2 separate regions of the Mus musculus genome follow, and region 1 is linked to region 2. The links are chromatin contacts, called in public Hi-C maps. All regions are on one chromosome and are shown on one strand. Each heading gives the region's core, a stretch centred on a gene start, on an enhancer-like site or on the middle of the called end of the contact. The rest is flanking DNA. Distances are from core to core; before and after follow the strand shown. Region 1 has its middle 70 kb from the start of Gm46177. Region 2 holds the start of A430027H14Rik (RIKEN cDNA A430027H14 gene).

What was found. Hi-C and Micro-C count contacts between places; a contact is called where the count stands out from the background.
Region 1: a Hi-C map of nephron progenitors shows a contact between it and region 2, with 1.9 times the contacts expected there. The contact joins the enhancer-like site here to the promoter of A430027H14Rik in region 2. A contact is called at or near these places in 1 of 484 Hi-C or Micro-C datasets (nephron progenitors), 2 of 115 datasets of contacts at active chromatin or transcription factors (forebrain and neural progenitor cells) and 3 of 9 other capture datasets (adipose tissue, liver and pancreatic islet).

Annotation. Positions count from the first base shown.
Region 1 is chr1:189,429,158-189,432,155 of GRCm38.p6, reverse strand. No RefSeq gene overlaps it. Among named protein-coding and RNA genes, the nearest start is that of Gm46177, 70 kb to the left of the region's middle. Within about 2 kb of position 1,500, at least 23 of the 459 cell types and tissues checked have an H3K27ac peak or open chromatin away from gene starts, as enhancers often do. A contact at or near this core is called in nephron progenitors, where this site is marked.
Region 2 is chr1:189,341,563-189,344,391 of GRCm38.p6, reverse strand. A430027H14Rik (RIKEN cDNA A430027H14 gene) reads right to left here and starts at 1,341. Exons shown (of 3, transcript NR_165462.1): 1 at 1,052-1,341; 2 at 287-433. It overlaps Kcnk2 (potassium channel, subfamily K, member 2), which reads left to right and starts at 1,039. Exons shown (of 7, transcript NM_001159850.1): 1 at 1,039-1,349. The coding sequence starts at 1,304.

The DNA of each region.
Region 1 (2,998 bases), core at 251-2,750, 88 kb before region 2:
GTCTATATGTGCTCCAGGCAGCTGAACACGTGGAGGCACCAAGCCCTTTGAGCCTCAGACTGTTTCCTTATCCACCCAAGATGCTAAACAGCAGGGTTTGGTGCTTTCCCTCGCTGGCTTCTAGTTGCTATACCCCCCCTTCTCCTGTATGAAGATGATTACTTGTACCCTCAATATGCACAGAAGAAGTATATGTAACTTGTTAATGCACAGGGCTCACAGCTAAGACATTTCCTGGCTCCCAGGAGAGATTCTGCACTTTTGGACGGATTTGGAATGTTAAAGACTGTGGAGACTTCTCATGCAGGACGGAACAGTTTGCATTGTGAGAGAGCCAGGAGTCTAGGGGGAAAGATTATGGCTTAAGAGTAATGGGTTTGGATATCAAATTGACAAGGGGAGAAGTGCTGACGGTCAGTCTTGATTATCAGCTTGGTGGGATTTAAAATCACCATGGAAACAGCGCTCTCGTGGTGTCTAAAGGATTATCTTGATTAGGTAAACTGGGGTAGGGTAGAAAGACCTGCGTTAAATGGGGGTAGTACCATTGGGTTGGGATCCTGGAAGTGAATGGAAGAAAGGAAGGGAAGAAAAAAGAAGGAAGGAAGGAAAGAAGGAAGAGAGAGAGGGGGGAGGAAGGGAAGAAGGGAAGGAGGAAGGAAGGGAAAGTGTACTGAGCACAGACATTCAGCACTTTGCTTCCCAAGTGGATACAATGTAACAAGCTGTTTTTAGTTTCTGTTGCCATGACTTCTCTGCCCTGATGGACAACATCCAGCTGTGTTCCAGAGTCAGCCCTTCCTTTCTTAAGTTAGGTATCTTTTCTCAGTGAGACAAGTAATGAACATGGTTATTTTTCTTTGGCATCTATACTCTGATCCTAGGATGGACGTGTCAGTTGATTCTGTAATATAGCTATTGTGAAGAAAACATAATGAATAAGACACTGAATGCATCTTTTTGCCTCACCTATTTCATTAAACAAAACACTAACATGTGTTTGTGTGTGTCCATTAAAGGATTATATGAATATTATGATAATTTGGCTTTTAATTATTTAAAGAACCCCCATACTCTTTCTCATAATGGCTATCCCAATTTAGTTTCCCATCTCCAGGAGCTAAAGGCTTCCTTTCCTACATCTTTACTGTCTACATGTGATAATATCCATGTAGCTCAGTCCATCCATCCCACAATGCGTGTGAGTATGTGCATGTGTGTGTGTACTTTAGAACATTTCACCGAATGTGATAAATACATTTTTTGTCAATTAATAAAAACAAATACAAGAGAAGAGTTACCCCCTGCTCCAGGCCTAGGTGTCAGCTTTCTCCTGGTGACCGCTGTGGAGTGCAGAAAAGCGTCTGTTTCCTGGCAACCTGGGCTCCAATAGCTGCTTGTTGCTTTAGGTGCACCTCACAGTGTAAGGGAAGACAGGCGGCCCCTGCAGAGGTCAGCTTGTTTCCCTGCTTCATCTGTTTTCTCTCTGCTTTGTTTTGTGGTGTCTGGGGGACTCTGTTGATGTGGGTTTTGGCAGGCTGACTTGACCCTGAATTCCTCAGTGCCATTCCCTGAGGCAGCAGAATTTGTACTGAAGACTCCTTTGAAAAACACAGAAGTCTTTTTGGGGAAGTAGTTAAAGCATTACAATTTGTCAGAATGAATATACTATCACTGGAATACATCAAGCAGGAGAAAATAGTGAAAACTAATATCAATAACAGTGTGAACTAAAACAGCCGTTCTGTGATCTCTATGGCCAGTACTGCCATTGTTTTCATCTTCATGTATTTATTCAGCAGGAGAACATCTTGCCAAGACTTGGGATCATCAACATGAATACATATTTTACAGGATTAAGGACTATACAGAAGTCAGGATAGGCGTTGGGATAATCAGTGTTCCTGGGCCACCCAGAAAGAAAGAAAAAGGACCACATAGGAAATGAACACTCAAATTAAGAATATGTACAGCTGCTAGTCTACTATGTACTCTAGCTTTCTGCTCCCACCTTAAATATCTGACAGTTACCTCAAACAGCCCCAGGGCAGGACCTCACTTATGCTAAACCACCTTTTTACTTATTGGGAGGAGTCTGGGGTCTTCCCACCCCAGACTGCAGCAGGACCCATGGTCACCTGGTGAGTCCTACTTCCCTCTCCTCTCCCTTCTAGATCTTCGTGGAATGTTTCTCCCCACATTGATCAGCATCTCACTCTCTCGCCTCTGCTTGTGTGGGTCATTCCAGGTCCATACTCAGGCTTCTGTGACTTTTTTTTCCTCTCCCTTCTCATGTCTGTTGATTCCTGTTTCCTGGACGGATGCCTCGCTCAAAAATGTTTTCTGCGGTTGCCGTTGCTCCAGTTTATTGTTGGCTGCAAAGCAAAGCGTTAGATTGTACCCTCCATGTCTTATGGAGATCTTAATGAAGTGGAACGCTTATTTATTTGCTTTATAAACATCAAGCTCCTGGAATTTGAGCGGAAACTCTGCTAGAATTACAGGGTAGGGGTGTTATCGATGTGCCAGGGAGTAATGGAAACAGCGTGCTTCAGAGGGTACTTAACCCCCCTCACTGACCCATGAGGCTGGCACGCATATTTCTTTTGCTTTTACATTTTGTCTTTCTTTACTCTTTGAAGCAGGGCTCAGGCTGCCCTGGAACTTACTACTTAACCAGTGATGACTTTGAACTTCTGATCATTTTCCTTTTGCCTCCTGAGTCCTGGACTTCTAGGCCTGCGCTGGATGGCCAGTTTACAAGGAGCTGGGGATAGAACCCAGGGCACTGCACTGGATATGCAAGTATTCCACCACCTGTACTATAACCCCAGCTCTGGGATTAGACCTTTCTTTACAATAACTTGTTCTTTTCTTATAGGTCTTTTTTTCTCTCACCCTCTCTACATCTATTAATTCAGTAAAAATATATCAAGTATCCATTACATATCCTAGGCCTTGGGAACATAGTAAATGATAAGATAGTCTGTTTCTGTCA
Region 2 (2,829 bases), core at 92-2,591:
TCCTTAGCATCAGCCTTGGGATGGGATGGCAGGTTGTTCCAGAGAATGTAGTCTGTTTCCCTCCATCCTCCCCTGACTCAGTCATACAGTTCCTTTCGGATTCAGGAACTCCAGGCCCAAATCAAGCAGCCCTGAGAGTGCTGTGACTATTGCTTAACCCTTCCCCAGTGTAGCCTGGAACAGCTGGCACCATACTCTTGCAGTCCCCACTCTGAGGCTCACAAGGCAGCGGGATGGTATCTCTGTGCCACCCTGGTGGAGGGGCGCTAGCGAGGAAGATACTCACCTGTAGAGATCTGGGGTCTCTCTTGACACCCGGACTGGATTCGGGAAGGCATGGAAGACGCATGCATGACAGCTAGAGCAAGAGGTGGCAGGAGGACGCTGGGTGATGGGTGCAGGTGAGGCTCGAGCGGGAGGCAGGCCGAGGGCGCTGCGGGGAGGACGCATTGGCAGCTGGGGCGACGCGGACGCGCATAGGGCTGGGAGGGGTGTGCGGGGAGGCGAGCCCGGGCGGGGACACCGCAGGAGCAGGAGGAGGGAGTTCGGAAAGGAGGGAAGAGCGGCGAGGCGAGGGGAGAGTGGTGCTACGGGCCAGGCGGGCCACCCCGGGCCACACCCCCACCTTGCGGGCGCCCGGCGGGGCTCGAGCCAGGCGGGGCGCCTCACAAAGACATGCGGAGAGGGGCTGCACAGGGCCGCGGCACAAAGACACCCGGGTGCTCGGCCGCACGGGCTGCAGTGATCACCCCCTCGCTGAGCCCCGGGGCAGAGCCCAGCCGCCGGCCGAGCGCACGGAGCCAAGGGCCGAGCGCACCCAGGGCCCGCGCGGGACCCCAGGCGGCCACGCAATCGGGGTGACCCATCGCGCGCGGGGGCGTCGTCGTCCGATCCCAACTTGGCCTCGGCCTCGCCCTCTGCCCAGCCTGCCACCGCTGGTGTCCTCTCCTTCCGGCGATTTCGTTTCTTCTCACGCTCCCCCCTCTATACCCCTCCCGCCTCCAGCCCCGCTCTCCCCACCTTGTAAAACAAAGCCGGGGAAAATGCCTACCCGTGCAGCTCGGAGCGCGCAGCCCGTCTTGGAATAAGGAGTGAGTACAATGGCGTGTTGGTAAAAACAAAAAAGAAAAAAAAAAGAAAGAAAGAAAAAGAAAAGAGGAAAGAAAGAAAGAAAGAAAGAAGGAAAGAAGGAAAGAAAGAGAAAAGAAAAGAAAACAGAGAGAGAGAGAGAAAGAAAAGAAAAAAGCACCAAGTCTGTGTTAAAACAAACAAACAAACAAACATTTTGAATGCTGCATGCCTCATGCTTGCCAGCGCCTCGCGGGAGAGACCCGGCTATACTGCAGGAGGTGAGACCCTGGGCATCCATCCTGGCCCGCGCACGCTCTCCCGGGAGGGCAACGCAGGTCCCCTAGCTTCTCATCTTCCTCTCCATTCTGTGGGTTGGATGTGATTCGGGCTTGGTGACCTCAACCCCAGCACGCATACATTCCTGGCTCCGTCTTGCGCTTTTCCGCTGGTGCCTGGGGTTTTTGCGTTTGCCTCCCTCGGGTGTTGGTTTGGCGCAGCTTAAGACAGTTTCCAGAGAGGAGGGTCAGCCCTAGAGAGTAGCCCTCAAGCAGGTTGCACGGTGGCCCTGATCACACTTGTTGCCCATTGCATGGGGGACACGCAGTAGTGCTGGGGCAAACAATTAAAAGCTTGTTTCTGCTGCTGTTTTGGGGGTACTGGTGGCTGGCGGGCGGGAGAACCGATTATGGATGAGGACCAGAGACCAGGAGCTTAAAGAGGAGGACCATGGGGGAGGGGAGCGATAGTGATGGTGTGAAGGGTGTGTGGAAAGACCTGCCTCGCCTCTCACCGAACAGTAGAGGCTGGGAATCCAGTATCTAGATTAGATAGGGTTCAGGAAAGGCGCGCGCGCGGGGTGGGGGGGGGGGTGTTTTGTTTTTAAAATATTTATTCTGTATGCCACCAGATTCTATCCATTAAGTCTGCCAATTGTGCATTATCTGTTTCTGCTAATTAAATATAAGGACATAGCTTAAAAGAATTAAACTCCTTCAAGAAATTTATCAGCCCAACACACACACATACTTTGGTCACACACTGTGGTCATACATATACACACACACACTATGGTCTCTCACACACAGAAAGAGAATGGGGAGGGAGGGAGGAGGGAGGGAGGGAGGGAGGGAGGGAGGGAGGGAGGGAGAGAGAGAGAGAGAGAGAAAATAAAAGAATAAAATACATTACCATATCTGCCCTCTCTCCCCCCACCAAGTGCATCATGACAGTATCTTGGAGGAATTTCAGGCTGGGCTGGGTAACATTGGTGGTGGTTTCTAATTCTCTCTATGAAAAAGCTTTCTGAAAATCAGTACCTCTGGGGAGTGGGGGACCTTTGCTTAGAGAGGTGCTGTGGGGCTTCTTTGCTGTGATGGTTTGTTTTTGGGGGGTCTTTTGGTGTTTTGGGGGGCTCAATTTTATTTTATTTTAGTCAGAATCTGAGTCCTCATGAGGCTACAGGTGATGGTGATTTTTAACTGCTGTAAGCACTTCTAACAGCTCTTAAAAATCCAAACAGCCAACATCTGGCTGAGTGCTTATTTCAAGTGTCCTTGCCCTTGTCAATACAGCAAAAGTGCCTTGTTCTCTGTGGCTGTAATCAGAACAGGTGAATTGGCAGAAAGGGAGTCAGTCACGCTGGTAGGTGGTGGGCTGAGCCTCACTTAGGAAGTTGCTGCTGCAGCTGACCCTGGAGTCTCTATGCAGAGCACTGCTGCTGGGCTAGGTGGGGGCTGATTCCTCACGCCTGCTCTGATT